Regions from separate parts of the Hordeum vulgare genome. Here region 1 is linked to region 2. A link is a contact called in public Hi-C data. All regions are on one chromosome and are shown on one strand. Each heading gives the region's core, a stretch centred on a gene start, on an enhancer-like site or on the middle of the called end of the contact. The rest is flanking DNA. Distances are from core to core; before and after follow the strand shown. Region 1 overlaps LOC123407129 (serine/threonine-protein kinase STY13-like). Region 2 has its middle 13 kb from the start of LOC123411134.

The links. A called contact is a pair of places that touch in the nucleus more often than the background predicts.
Region 1: a contact with region 2 is called in a Hi-C map of leaf, with 4 times the contacts expected there. The contact joins two enhancer-like sites. A contact is called at or near these places in 2 of 6 Hi-C or Micro-C datasets (leaf and seedling).

Annotation. Positions count from the first base shown.
Region 1 is chr7H:350,200,219-350,207,277 of MorexV3_pseudomolecules_assembly, forward strand. It overlaps LOC123407129 (serine/threonine-protein kinase STY13-like), which reads right to left. Exons shown (of 3, transcript XM_045100194.1): 3 at 3,041-3,630. The coding sequence ends at 3,291. Among protein-coding and RNA genes, the nearest start is that of LOC123407129, 13 kb to the right of the region's middle. Within about 2 kb of position 3,548, at least 1 of the 3 cell types and tissues checked has open chromatin away from gene starts, as enhancers often do. A contact at or near this core is called in leaf, where this site is marked.
Region 2 is chr7H:349,811,849-349,818,251 of MorexV3_pseudomolecules_assembly, forward strand. No RefSeq gene overlaps it. Among protein-coding and RNA genes, the nearest start is that of LOC123411134, 13 kb to the right of the region's middle. Within about 2 kb of position 1,948, at least 3 of the 3 cell types and tissues checked have open chromatin away from gene starts, as enhancers often do. A contact at or near this core is called in leaf, where this site is marked.

The sequences.
Region 1 (7,059 bases), core at 2,298-4,797, 390 kb after region 2:
CATAGGTGAGCCTAGTTTTTTAAGGTTTTGTGCTTGACAAATTAAACGTTAGTTCTATTCCATATTTGTTCAAGCCTAAACCATAATTTCTTTAAAGCGCCTATTCACCCCCTCCCCCCTAGGCGACACCCACGACCTTTCACCCGCTAATTGCAAGGATTAAATCTGATAGTGATAGGTAAACAATAAAATAATCTGAAAGTAAATTATATGAGTAAGTAATTTGTATTTTTGGTATTTAAGATGAAAAGTGGATCCATGGGTCATAGAGTTCACTAGAGGCATCTCTCGTATAAGCATAATACGGTGGATAGACAAATTACTGTTGAACAATCGATGGAAAAGCGCATAGTTATGATTAAGGATGGCAATGGTAGGGTATGGGGCACATAAAATATCATACCATACCCGTGTAATCAATGTATACAAATTTCTATCATATTGGTACCCACGGGTGTGAAACTTTACCCGTATTCATACCCGATGGATTCCCATACCCATTGGATACTAAACTGATAGATCAAATGGTACACAAAATTTTGACAATTTTACATCATCAATAGCATATTTAACAAAATAATTAATTATATCAACGCAATAACAGATAGATGAGTACATGACAATTATCTCAATTGAAATCAACAATTGATAATAACTTTAACATAGGCGTGAGGCTTAATTACGGAAGTAGTTGGGTCGCCCAAGTCCTATCATGCCACCGATCCTTGCACATATGTTGAAGCTCCACAGGTAAAGTCCACATGTCACTATAAATAGGTAGGGTATGGGTATATCTATAGATACAAGGCTATACCAATGGCCAAGGACGGACCTACATTGACTCGGTCGGTGTCACTGCACGCCGGGTAGAAACTCAACTTGCGTTATATATACTCCGTATTTTGGACCTGGACACCGGTAAAAATTATACGTAGACACCTTTTGGAACTTGAAACGAGAGACATAACGAGAATGCGCACAGGCATGACCCATCTAATAGCAGTGAGTCATCTAGGTTGTGGAGCACTTGTAACGATGGATCAGATCGTCTCTTTCTGACGATGTTTGATGCCCTTTGTACATGCACTAATTGTGTTGTTGCATGCTTGCCCCTCGACTACTCGGCACTCGCTAGTCACGAGCCCGTTTTTGGTTAAAAAAATGAGACCAGCCCAAGAGCTAACCCTTGTTGGTTTTTATTTATAGAAAAAACTCCACGAACGCCGCGAGTTAGAGCCGAGGCTCGAACCCCGGTGGATTGGTAGCTATCCCAGCTGCCTAGCCAACGCGTCGACGCCCAGAATGACATCATCCGCGTGACTTCGTCTGCTGGCCGCTATAGACCGCTAAATATTTGGAAGGAAATATGTACGACTCTCCCTCAACAACTCAACAACTGTATATATCTCAACTTTTTGTAGCCTAAATTATATGTTTAACGTTTTCAAATTTAAGGGTATCACAACCGATAATCGGATTTCTATGATTTGATATTTTTCCCTTAATGATTCACACCTACTTGGAATTTTCGATTAATTCTCGACCGTAAGGCACGCTGTCAATCAAGTTTAATTCCACAGTAGTACATTAATATGCTTTACTTATTATTTATTTCCTTGAATCCACAAACATAATATAACTCATTTTGCACTTGTGATATATAATAATCAAAAAATAATAGCAAACTCATATTGCCATAGTTGATCATCATTATTATGTTTGTTTCTACTGTTTGGAGCTTCTATGTTTTACTGTACAACTTTACATAATCAACTACAATTTGAAGTGAAACACTTTGTTGTATAAGAATTTTTATCGTGGAAGATTATAGGTTGTTGAGTTTGATGTACATTTGGACACCGGGTGATTTTGGTTCCGGGTCCGCCCCTGCCAATGCCCTATCCATGACCCCTATCCATGACTTAACAGGATACGAATACTATCCATAGGTATAAAATTACATCCATACCCTATCCATCCAAGTATGGTATACATGGCAAACCAACATGCGATTGAATGGTTAAAGGGCTAGGGCTATCTCCAACCCACGAGGGTTCAAGTCCTGGTGCTTGCATTATTCCTGGATTTATTTCAGAATTTCCGACGATACACTTTCAGTGGAAGGAGACGTTCCCGCCGACGATGAGACACCTACAGTGACCTCATAAATCTCAAGATCATATGGTGGTTCAATCTCTCGAAGGTGTTCATAAGGATAGGATGTGTGTGTGAGCCCATCAGGGTTCAAGTCCTGATGCTTGCATTATTCCTAAATTTATTTTAGAATTTTTAGTGATACATTTTCAATTGGAGGAGACGTCTCCATCAACGACAAAGCGCCTACGGTGACCTCGTAAATCTCAAGATCATATACCGATTCAGTCTTTCGAAGGTGCTCATAAAGATAGGATGTGTGTGTACGTTCATAGGCATGAATGTATGCACGTGTATATGAACCCATGCGTATGGGTTTTTTTTTTTTGAACAGAGAAAGGCACCTGAAGGTGCCAATATATTCAGCCCACAGACCATTGTACATACAAGATTACACCATCTGCCAGAAAATAGAGAAAAGAAGAACTACACATGTAACGAAAAAAAGAGCTGAATATAGACATATGAGAGAGCAAGGACCCAGATCCTTACTGAACAGCATGTCCTAAGGAACAAAGGAAGAGACGGAGAAAAGAAAATTCCAGCTTTGACAACAATCTCCTTGTTTCCATCAGCCGAGCAGAGATAATCAGATCATGTTGAGATGAGGAACATCCCGGAGCCATCAACTTCCACGGGTACCCAGGAATCATACCCTGTCCATGCAAGTATGGTATCCACAGGTACCCAGGACAGTTTGAAGACCAGATGGACCAAATCTAGCGGTCCAAAATGCACAAAATCAGGGGAGCTCCGTGGAGGGGTCGGCTACCCTCCTTATAGGTTATAGGTTAGGGTAGGAGTACAAACAAGCGTTCAAGCTTGCATATGCCCTGCAGGGTGATGATTATATAAAACACATGAACAGAGCAGCAGGAGCATGCCGTCGGTGCAACCAGAGGAAACCTCATGACGATGTTTTGGCAATGTTAAGGATAAAACTGTTTCTAGTACAATGACAGTTTTAAGACGAGGACGGGGACTATGGTATGGTCTAAGATAAATATGTGAAGCCCGAGCACACACGTATGCTCAGGCGGGCTTTTCTGCTTCTGTATCAAAAGTATTAATATAATAAATACATGGGATTTAACTTCTCTCCAAATTGCTTTCTTTTCTTTTGAATTCTGCCTGCCTTAGTCTAAGGTCATGGGTTGGGAGATGCAACACCGGAATCTGGCCTTGCGAACATTGTTCAGGACCTCAATCTCCACACGCTCCAGCATCCTCACAACATCAGTGAAAGGGGGGCGGACATCGGGGTTTGCATCCCAGCACCTCGTCATGATCTCCCCAAGGGCAGGGAGGCAGTCATGGGGTATGGCTGGGCGGACACCCTTGTTCACCACAGCAAATGCAGCTTGCACTGCTGTCATGTTTGGAAAAGGAAGGGTCCCAGTTATTAGCTCCCACAGGACGATGCCAAAACTGTAGACATCTACTTTCTGATTGTATGGTCTGTGCTGGATCATCTCACTGCAACCCCAAAATAAGAACAATAAGAAACAGTTCATCCAGAATAAGTTAGCACATCCAAATTAGCAAAATAAAACACAATAAGAAATAGTTCATCCAATTGCAGTATTGCACAAAGCTATATAGTTGGAGCCAGATCATGCAGAATCACAGCAACACCATACATATTAATTTTACATTTCCTCGGGAATACAATGGTCCAATGGGATGGGTCCACAAAAAAACGAATATGCTCAAGGTGTTCCTTGTTTCAACTTAACACATTGCTAAATTTCCACATGAACATTAGAGGAACGAATTTGATGCTAAGGATAAAAACCACTAACACGCTGTTTCATCGACATCAGACTAGCACTGCAATAGTGATTAGTAAAAATGCTACTACCTCCCTGCGTGTAGTTCTTGATAGTTTTCCTATAAACTTGGTTAAACTTTGCACTGTTTGACTTCAGAAAAAACTTGCAGGCCTTCTTTTCAAGCATGGAGTACTTAAAAGCTTCTCAAAATTCAAGACAAGTTCTAACGAACAAGAGAATTTCAATCTACAGACAAACATGATTTTAGTATGAGATGCAAAAAAAAGTGCACCTGCATAGACATATTATCACTACTAAATGCACGATGTTTACTTTTTATACCAGTTCAGGAGTTCCCAGGTAGTTTGCTCAAAGAACTTAGCTGAGCTACATAGTCAGATTATTGTATACAGCAAACTAATGCATGGTTGATTTTGGACATGGCTATGGTACATACAACTTTTAGTAAGTTTTTCTCACTGTTTCCCCCACTCCCCGTCGCTCATATTTGTAGGATACTTAAAGGGTACTGTGAAAATGCATTTAAAGTCTAATTACATACATATGTACCGTAGTCAGTCTCTTGCCATTTATGCAATTTATTATCAGAAACATGTTGCCACCGGAGTTCTGGTATATCAGGATGCCCACTTTCATATACTTAGATCTGAAAAAAAAGGGCTTGCCAGCAAGAGACACGCAAAATAACAAGCTTGAGCACTTCTCCAACTTGGTATTGGTTTAAAAGCAAGCTAAGATTGAGCCTAGGCTGGACAGCGGAGTCTGTCAAGGAAAACTTGACATTTTTGCACATATGAAATAAGCATCTAATTTTAGCATGCATGGTTGTCTCAGTTCCCAGTTATGCAATCTTTTCTTGTTCAATAAATGGAAACCTAGTTAAGACCTACTCCCTCTGTCCCAAAATAAATACTGTTGATCTAGTACAAAATTTGTACTAATTTAGTATTAAATCTGCGACACTTATTTTGGGACGGAGGGAGTATAATTTTCTTTAGAAGAAATATGTTAGCACTATGAAAGAACTAATCAATAATCTTTTCGGGCAGTTCATGGATTAGTTTTATTGGTTTTACCAGCTTGGCCGTTACAATAATTTATCGCTTCCATGTACCCAACTATGTACGGATACTACCCCCATAATTCAACTCATATCGAAATGTTTCTATGGATCTTCATTTATTTATTATAATTTGAATTCAGCTTGAGAATGGTACGAGCTGAGCATAAGCCCGCTCCCTAGCGTGACGACTGACCCGACCCAACTAGATCTAGGTAGGTTTTCAGTGCAAACAAGAGCAGAGCCAAGTCAAATTTGCTCAAACTTGACTTGTTTGCATCCATAGCTGCTCTGGTATGGTAATCAACAACAACAACAACCAAGCCTTCAGTCCCAAACAAGTTGGGGTATACTAGAGCTGTAACCCATAAGATCTCGAAACCAGCTCATGGTTCTGGCACGTGGATAGCTAAGTTCCACGCGCCCTTCTATGGCTAGTTCTTTGGTGATATTCCAGTCTTTCAGGTATCATCATCCCGGGTCCGAACTTTCTTATATGGCCCCACATCCATCTCAGCATGCGCATCTCCGCTACTACACCTAACTGTTGAACATGTCACCTTTTAGTCGGCCAACACTCAGCACCATACAACATTGCGGGTCGAATCGTTGTCCTATAAAACCTGCCTTTTAGCTTTGTGGCATTCTCTGGTCATTTCATCCATCCGGCTTTGATTCAATGGCTCACATCTTCATCAATATTACCATCCATCTACAGCATTGACCCCAACTATCAGAAGGTGTTCTTCTGAGGTACCACCTACCCATCAAGGCTTACCTCCTTGTGCCTAGTAGTACTCAAACCACACCTCATATACTCAGTTTTAGTTCTACTAAGCCTAAACTTTTGATTCCAATGTTTGTCTCCATAGCTCTAACTTTCTATTCGACTAGCACCGCATCATCTACATGGAACATACACCATGGGCTATCTCCTTGTATACCCCTTGTCACCTCATCCATCGCGAAGCAAAAAGATAAGGGCTCAAAGCTAACCATTGGTGCATTCCTATTTTAATTGGGAAGTCATGAGTGTCGCCATCACTTGTCCGAACACCTGTCATAACATTATCGTACATGTCCTTGATGAGGGTAATGTACTTTGTTGGGACTTTGTGTTTCTCCAAGGCCCACCATATGACATTTCATGGTATCTTATCGCAGGCTTTCCCCAAGTTAATGAACACGATATGGAGGTCCTTTTGCTTCATGTATCTCTCCATAAGTTGTCGTTCCAACAAAATGGCTTCCATGATCGACCTCCCAACTCCCAAGCATGAAACCAAATTGATATGCAGGACCTTCTTTTGCTCCCTGTATCTCTCCATAAGTTGTCGTTCCAACAAAATGGCTTCCATGGTCGACCTCCCAAGCATGAAACCAAATTGATTTTTGGTCACACTTGTCATTCTTCTTGAGCGGTGCTCAATGACTCCCACATAGCTTCATTGTATGGCTCATCAGCTTAATTCCACGGTAATTAGTGTTACAGTATATGTGAATTGCACTAGCCCTCTCCATCAGTTAAGACTTTTGGTTGCATTGGCTAGTGCATGAAGCTTAACATGGTATCGGAGCCAAGGTCTTGAGTTCAAGTCCTGGCTTTCGCAATTTATTTAAAAAATTGCTGGTAGCCCCCCTTTATGTCCACGGAGAGGCCTCTTGAGTCATACTTGAGTTTCGCGCGCCGTCGCTCTCTATCGGTTGCACGTGTTGACTTGTCTTCCCCGTCACACGTGAGAGGGGGTGTTACAGTATATGTGAATTGCACTAGCCCTTTCCATCAGTTTGGACTTTTGGTTGCATTGGCTAGTGCATGAAGCTTAACAATTAGTACAACTTTAAACATACCCCTTGTTCTTGAAAATTGGTACTAATATACGCTGCTCCATTCTGAAGGATTGAAGCATCACCAAAAAACTAGCCATGGACAGGGGTGTGTGGAAGCTTGCTATCCATGTGCCAGAACCATGAGTTGGTCGCGAGATCTTGTGGGTTTCACCTCTAGCCTACCCCAACTTGTTTGGGACTAAAGGCTTTGTTGTTGTTGTT
Region 2 (6,403 bases), core at 698-3,197:
TGGCATGATAGAGCACATCACTGAGACAAAATCACATGAAGCTACCACATGCATAGGAGCTACAGTTATTTAGATATGAATTAAACTGTTTTACTAAGGCATTTATGCAAATTAAATGCAAACAACAAGTTAATCATTTTTAACATGGGTGAAACTTGGATATTGTGAAACTACACGAAATACTATGCATTTTACATATATAAATATTTTTAATCCGATGCACGGTTAATTAGTTATTGTATGCATGAAAATTGAAGGGTTTTTTGAAAACACAATTCATGGGTTAATGTTAAAATCGCAACACTGGGAAAAACAATATCAAGCCGAATATGAGCAGTTCAGTCAAAGATAGGTACTAAAGTGCACACATGAGCGTTTTTTGCTAGAGCTTGCTCGTGATGGGCTTGGGCCAGAGGAGTTATGGGCGGACTGGGATTAGGAGGAGGCATCTGGCCCACACGAGCGGGGGAGGCAGCCCACGCGAGGATGCGAACGAGGCTTATGGCGCTGGTTGAGGGAGCTCCTAGTCGGTGCCTTAAGCGCCGGCTAGGAGAACCAGCGCCCACACGCCCATCATAATGGGCCGGCCCAGTCTTCGGGCGGATTTTTTTATAAGAAATCAAAAAAGCAAAAAAAACATGAACATAAAAGGTTCACAAAAGCAAAAAATGGTTCACAAAATTTGAAACAAAAAGTTCACGAATTTGAAAAAATTCACTGGATCTGAAAAAATAGTTTACAAATTTTTATAAAGTTCATGGATTTTGGAAATTATTTCATCAATTTGAAAAACGTTTTTAAAAATTTCGTTGAACTGAAAAAAGTTCACAAATCATAAAAAAGTTTATCATTTTTGAAAAAGTTCATCCATTTCAAAAAAAGTTAATCAAATCTCAGAAAGTTCATCATAATTTGAAAAAAGTTCATCGATATTCAAAAAAGTTCATAGAATTTTAATACAAAAATTTGTAAAATTCTAAAACGGGTTCATTGATTTGGAAAAATATCTGTTCGTTTGAAAAAAAGTTAATCAAAAAATGGCTGCGTTTTTTGGAAAAATGAAAAATTATATAAAAATTAAAAGGAAAATGAAAAATTAATAAATTGAGTAAAGAAAAAAGATAAAAAGATAAACCGAAGAAAAACCAGTCTTAAAAAAACCTAAATGAAAAAACCCATCTAAGAAGCTTTCGGAACTTTCACAAAACCGGAACCCCCTCCCGATGGGTTAGCCCATGACCGAACACTACACGTGCTGGTTAAGAAAAATGCACTTTAACCTAACCTGCACCTACAACGCCAAATAGGATTTGCCGCTGGCTGGAGTAGGGGCGGTCAACACATTGTGCATTCGTTCCCAAGCTAAAGGGCGCCAGCGGGGTGGCTCGAGGCATGGCGATGCGCGCACGACGCCGATGAGCTGCATGGCCACGGCAAAGGGAGGGGCTTGCCGTATCCGTATGGTTTCGAGGTCAGGAAGGTGGCCGTTTCCATGGCAGCTCCTGCTTGCAACACAGAGAAGAGAGAGAGAGATGGGTGACGTCAACAGGGAGAAATCGAAAGAAGGGAAGAATGGGGCGCGGTGGCTAGAGATGCTCACCAGCGAGAGCTAGCTGCCGGAGGAGGAGGGCATGGGGTGTGTGGTCGAGGCGGGGTGGATGGCGCTTGATGTGTCGTGGGCGTGTGCTCTACTCTGGAGTTGTTGCTCGATTCATAGAAAACGGCGGCACATGAGGACCTCGTACTCCTCTCGAGGGGTGTGCTCGGGCAGACAAGGAAGCGGTGTTGAGCGTTGGATGGATAGGCGTGCAAGATGAGGAGGACCAGGGGTGGAGGCGCACTGCAATTGCGGTTTGAGGAGGCTGCGGTTGTTGGTCCATGGAGGAAAACGAGGAGGAAAATAGTGGATTTGGTGGGGATCCCGAGAGAAAGAGAGAGTGGTGTGGGTGGCGGTGGCTAAGGTGGGATCGGATGGATGCGACACATCTAGGTTTGTCCCGATATATATAGTAGATGGTATAAGGTGAGACTATTTGCAGCCTCTATTCACATCAAGCGGTCCAGATAAATAGGTTAGGGAGTCCAATTGAAAACAGATGATGTTTTTGGGTATTTGAGGGTTGATTCGGACACACTGGTCACAGACTAGCATTTCGGGTTTGGGGAAGCTATCGGACACGCACGAGGGTCATATGCACTGTGGAGAGACGCTAGGCATAGTATAGAAGAAAAGTGCGGGCAGCCCGGCAACAAGTTTTAATAACGAAAACGTCCGACGATTTGACCGGCTATACTACTGCTATAGTTATCTGTTGGGATATGAAACGACCTCCGAATGCGATGCAATTTGACATCTAGTCTAAATAAAATATAATAAGACCGACTCGCCAACTTTTGACCCATTTCGCAAACGCTTATCTCCCAGTTTAGTAATAATAATATTTTAACAATGTCGCGAGCGTGTGCTTGTATGTTTGGTTTCGAAATGGTCAACGACAAGAATGCGAAGAACTAGCAACTATGAACGAATGCAAGTTTTGAAAAATAACGGCAACGGAGTGCCGACAAAATGCAATGATACGATGATTAATGCTACAAAAAAACAAAACACACGGCGCTAACGAGATTTATCGAAGGCATCTAGAGCTTTAGTCTCAGCTCTTACAGCATGTCACATCAAAAAATCTGTTTTTATGATCTAACTACTCGAGGACGGGCAAGAATTAAGCTTGGGGATGCTGATACGTCTCCATAGTATCCATAATTTTTTATTATTACATGTTATTATATTTTCAATCTTGGATATTTTATATGCAGTTTTATATCATTTCTCGGAACTAACCTATTAACCCATTGCTCAGCGCTAGTTGTTGTTTTCTGCGTGTTTTTGACATTTCAGGAAAAAAGTACCAAGGAAGTCCAAATGCAACGTAACATTTTGATGATTTTTTATGGACAAAAATTAGACCTAGAAGCTTCGGAGGGAGACTAGAGGCCACACAGGTTGCACCAAGCCAACAGGGCACGCCCACCGGGGTTGGTCGTGCCCTGATGGCTTGGGACCACCTCCCACAACGTCCTGGCCGAACTCCGCTTCTATAAATCCTAATATGTTGGAATAAACACCAGACATCCACCTGAAATACTTTTTCAACTCCTGCAAGTCTCTGTTCCGCCGTGATCCTATCTGGAGCCCTATTTCGGTGCCCAACCGAAGGGGGCATCAATCATGAAGGGCCTCTACATCAATCTTGCTATTGCCATGGTGATGTGTAAGTAGTCTACCGCAGACATACATGTCCATAGTTAGTACCTAGATGGCTATCTCTCTCTATGATCTTCAACACAAAGATCATTGTGATTCTCGCGGTGATCTATCCTATGTAATATTCATTGTGGTGTGTTTGTTGGGAGACGATGAATTGTGCGCCTATGATCAGAATATTCATGAAAATATATTGAGTCTTTGTTGGTTTCTTAGATGCATGATTATTACATCTTTGTATTTGTCTCTGATCTTTTGGTTTGGTTTGTCCAACTAGATTGATTTACCTTGAGCTGGAATGATGCGTTCTAATGGGTTCAATCTTGTGGCGCTCAATCCGAGTGACTGAAGGGGACATGACATGCATTTTTATTCTTTCCGTTAAGGATAAAAAGGATCGGTTTTATTCATACTAGTTGAGTTTACTTTGTCTACATGATGTCATCTTCTTCAAGCATTACTCTGTTTTTACTTAATACTCTAGATGCATGCTGGATAGCAGCTGATGGGTGGAGTAATAGTAGTAGATGTAGACAAGAGTTGGTATACTTGCTTTTGGACGTGATGCCTATGTATGTGATCATTGTCGTGAATAAAATATTTCGTAACTATGTGCTTTTCTATCAATTACCCAACGGTAACTTGTTTATCCACCATATACTTTCTTTGAGATAGAAGCCTCTAGCAAAAATTATGCCGCTGGTCTTCATAAATCATAGTACAAAAACACCAAAAAAATTACTGCCATTTACTTTCTGCTATTTTATTTTATATTTATGTTATCTATGTATCACTAATTATTGCTTGCAAGTAACGAGTTCAAGGGGATTGACAACCCTCTTACCCGCGTTGGGTGCAAGTGTGTGCTCTTTTGTGTGTAGGCATTTAAGACGGGATTTTTTGTGGTTTTCCTATTGGTTTTATAACCTTAGTTCTGATTAAGGGAAATTCTTATCTCTAATCTGCTGCATCTCCTCTCCTCTTCAGGGAAAAGCCCAACACAATTTACAAGTAGCAAGCCTTAAGGACTTGGCTGAAGTACTGGAAAGGTATCATAAAGCCATACATGTTAGTACTTGTTATTGTTTAAGTGAGACTGGTTGTGAGGGGTCTAAAATTAAGTACATTAGAAGTAACCGCCTTGTAGAATGGTCAGGAAGCCTAGCGGGTCCAGTTCGTCAAACTCACCCCTTGGAGAGATCCAGTCTGGCAGTTATGTGATATAGACCATGAATTATTATTGAGGTGTTTTGGTTTATGAGTTGCGGTCCTTAAAACTTTCCACTTTTCATATTTTGCTAGCCTCTATGGTACAGTGCATTGCCCACTCCCACATTGAGACATGGAGAAAATTTCGTTGGTGCATCCAATCCCATGGAACGATACACTCTCTTATCCATAAACCTAATTATATCTTTTCAAAACAGCCACCATACCTATTGAAAGCACAACTTCTCCCTTAGGTGGTTTTGGTAATTAGTAACAACATATGTGCATTGAATGAATGATTCTATCTAGTATATTTCAGAAAAGTTTAAAGATGCATTGGCCAAGATTCAAGGAAAATCTATTGGCAACATGCTTCAAGACTCTGCATTTTATATTTTGTGCGAAATCACATTTGAGACCACAGGAAAGCCAATACTATTAAAAGTGGATGAGGTGACTATAATGATCTGGTTGCTCAAGTGCTTAGAGAAGACACAAAAAATACTCATGAAATTATCCCACAAATCTTGTGTCAAAATCCAGAAAGTCCAAAATTCGGTGCCACAAACTTTCCATTCGGCCGTACCGAGTTCTCCACCAAACAGATCCTATGCTAGACCCTAGCATCTTGGTGCCATGAATATTCCTTTCAGTTTTCCACTAAATCAGTGACCAACTTTGTGGTTAGCTATTTTCAACAATCGGAATTTCCAATTTTTAGAAATCGGTCTCACCGAGATTTGGAAACAGCCTAGGACACCCATATCTTTACCATCGAGATTTGTATATCGGTCTCACCGAAAACACAAAAGTTGCTACATTATGCACTAGTCGGTGCCACTGAGCTTTACTTTGGTTTCACCGAGTTGGGCAATAATGTTGTAACGGTTGGATTTTTGGAGGTGCCTATATATACCATCCACCATCTCTTATTCACACATGAAGCATTGAGACCACACATACACTTGCCATATCCATTTTTCTGAGAGGGAGCCACCTACTCATGTGGTGAGATCAAGATATTCCAATCCTATAATTTGAATCTTTCTTTCTAGCCTCCCCAAGTTGCTTTCCACCCAATCAATCTCTTCTACCCATGCCACATCTGTGAGAGAGTGATTGAGTGTTAAGGAGACTATCTTTGAACCACAAGAGCAAGGAGTTCATCGTACTACCACATCTATTACCTTCTGGAGGGTGGTGTCTCCTAGATTGGTTAGGTGTCGCTTGGGAGCCTCCTACTGCCTGTTAGTTGAACCAAGAAGTTTGTGAGGGTAAGGAGATCGCCTACTTCTTGAAGATCTACCATGAGTGAGGCTAGTCCTTCGTGGAAGTAAGCCATGATGGAATAGACAAGGTTTCTTCTCCGTGGACCCTTCGTTGGTTGAGCCCTCCGTTGACTCTCCCGGCCGTTACCCACTCTGGGTTGAAGTCTCCATCAATGTGGACATGCGATAGCACCACCTATCGGAACCATGCCAAAAATCATCATGTGAATCTTTCTGTTTGATCTTCCTATCCCTACCCTCTATTTGCATGTGCATGTCTTTACTTTCCACTGTTCTACTCTTAGACTTGCATGTGTAGAGTGTGCTTGACTTGAAACAATTGCTAAAACATGCCCACAACTAAAATTGGTAAAAGGCTAAGTTTTTATTTGCTCAAGTAGTCTAATCACCCCCTCTAGAGATACTTCGGATCCTACAAGTGGTATTAGAGCTTTGTCTCCGTTGCATTAGTTTCACAACCTAGGTGTGTATGGCGTCTAGTGAGGGAAATTACCATCGTAGAGCTCCATATTTTGATGCTACAAACTTTGATAGTTGGAAGCATAAGATTATAAATGCATATTCTTTGTCATAACCCTGCCGTTTGGGTTGTTGTTCGTGTTGGTTTGCAAGGTGAATTCTTTGGTAATGGAAGGGAACT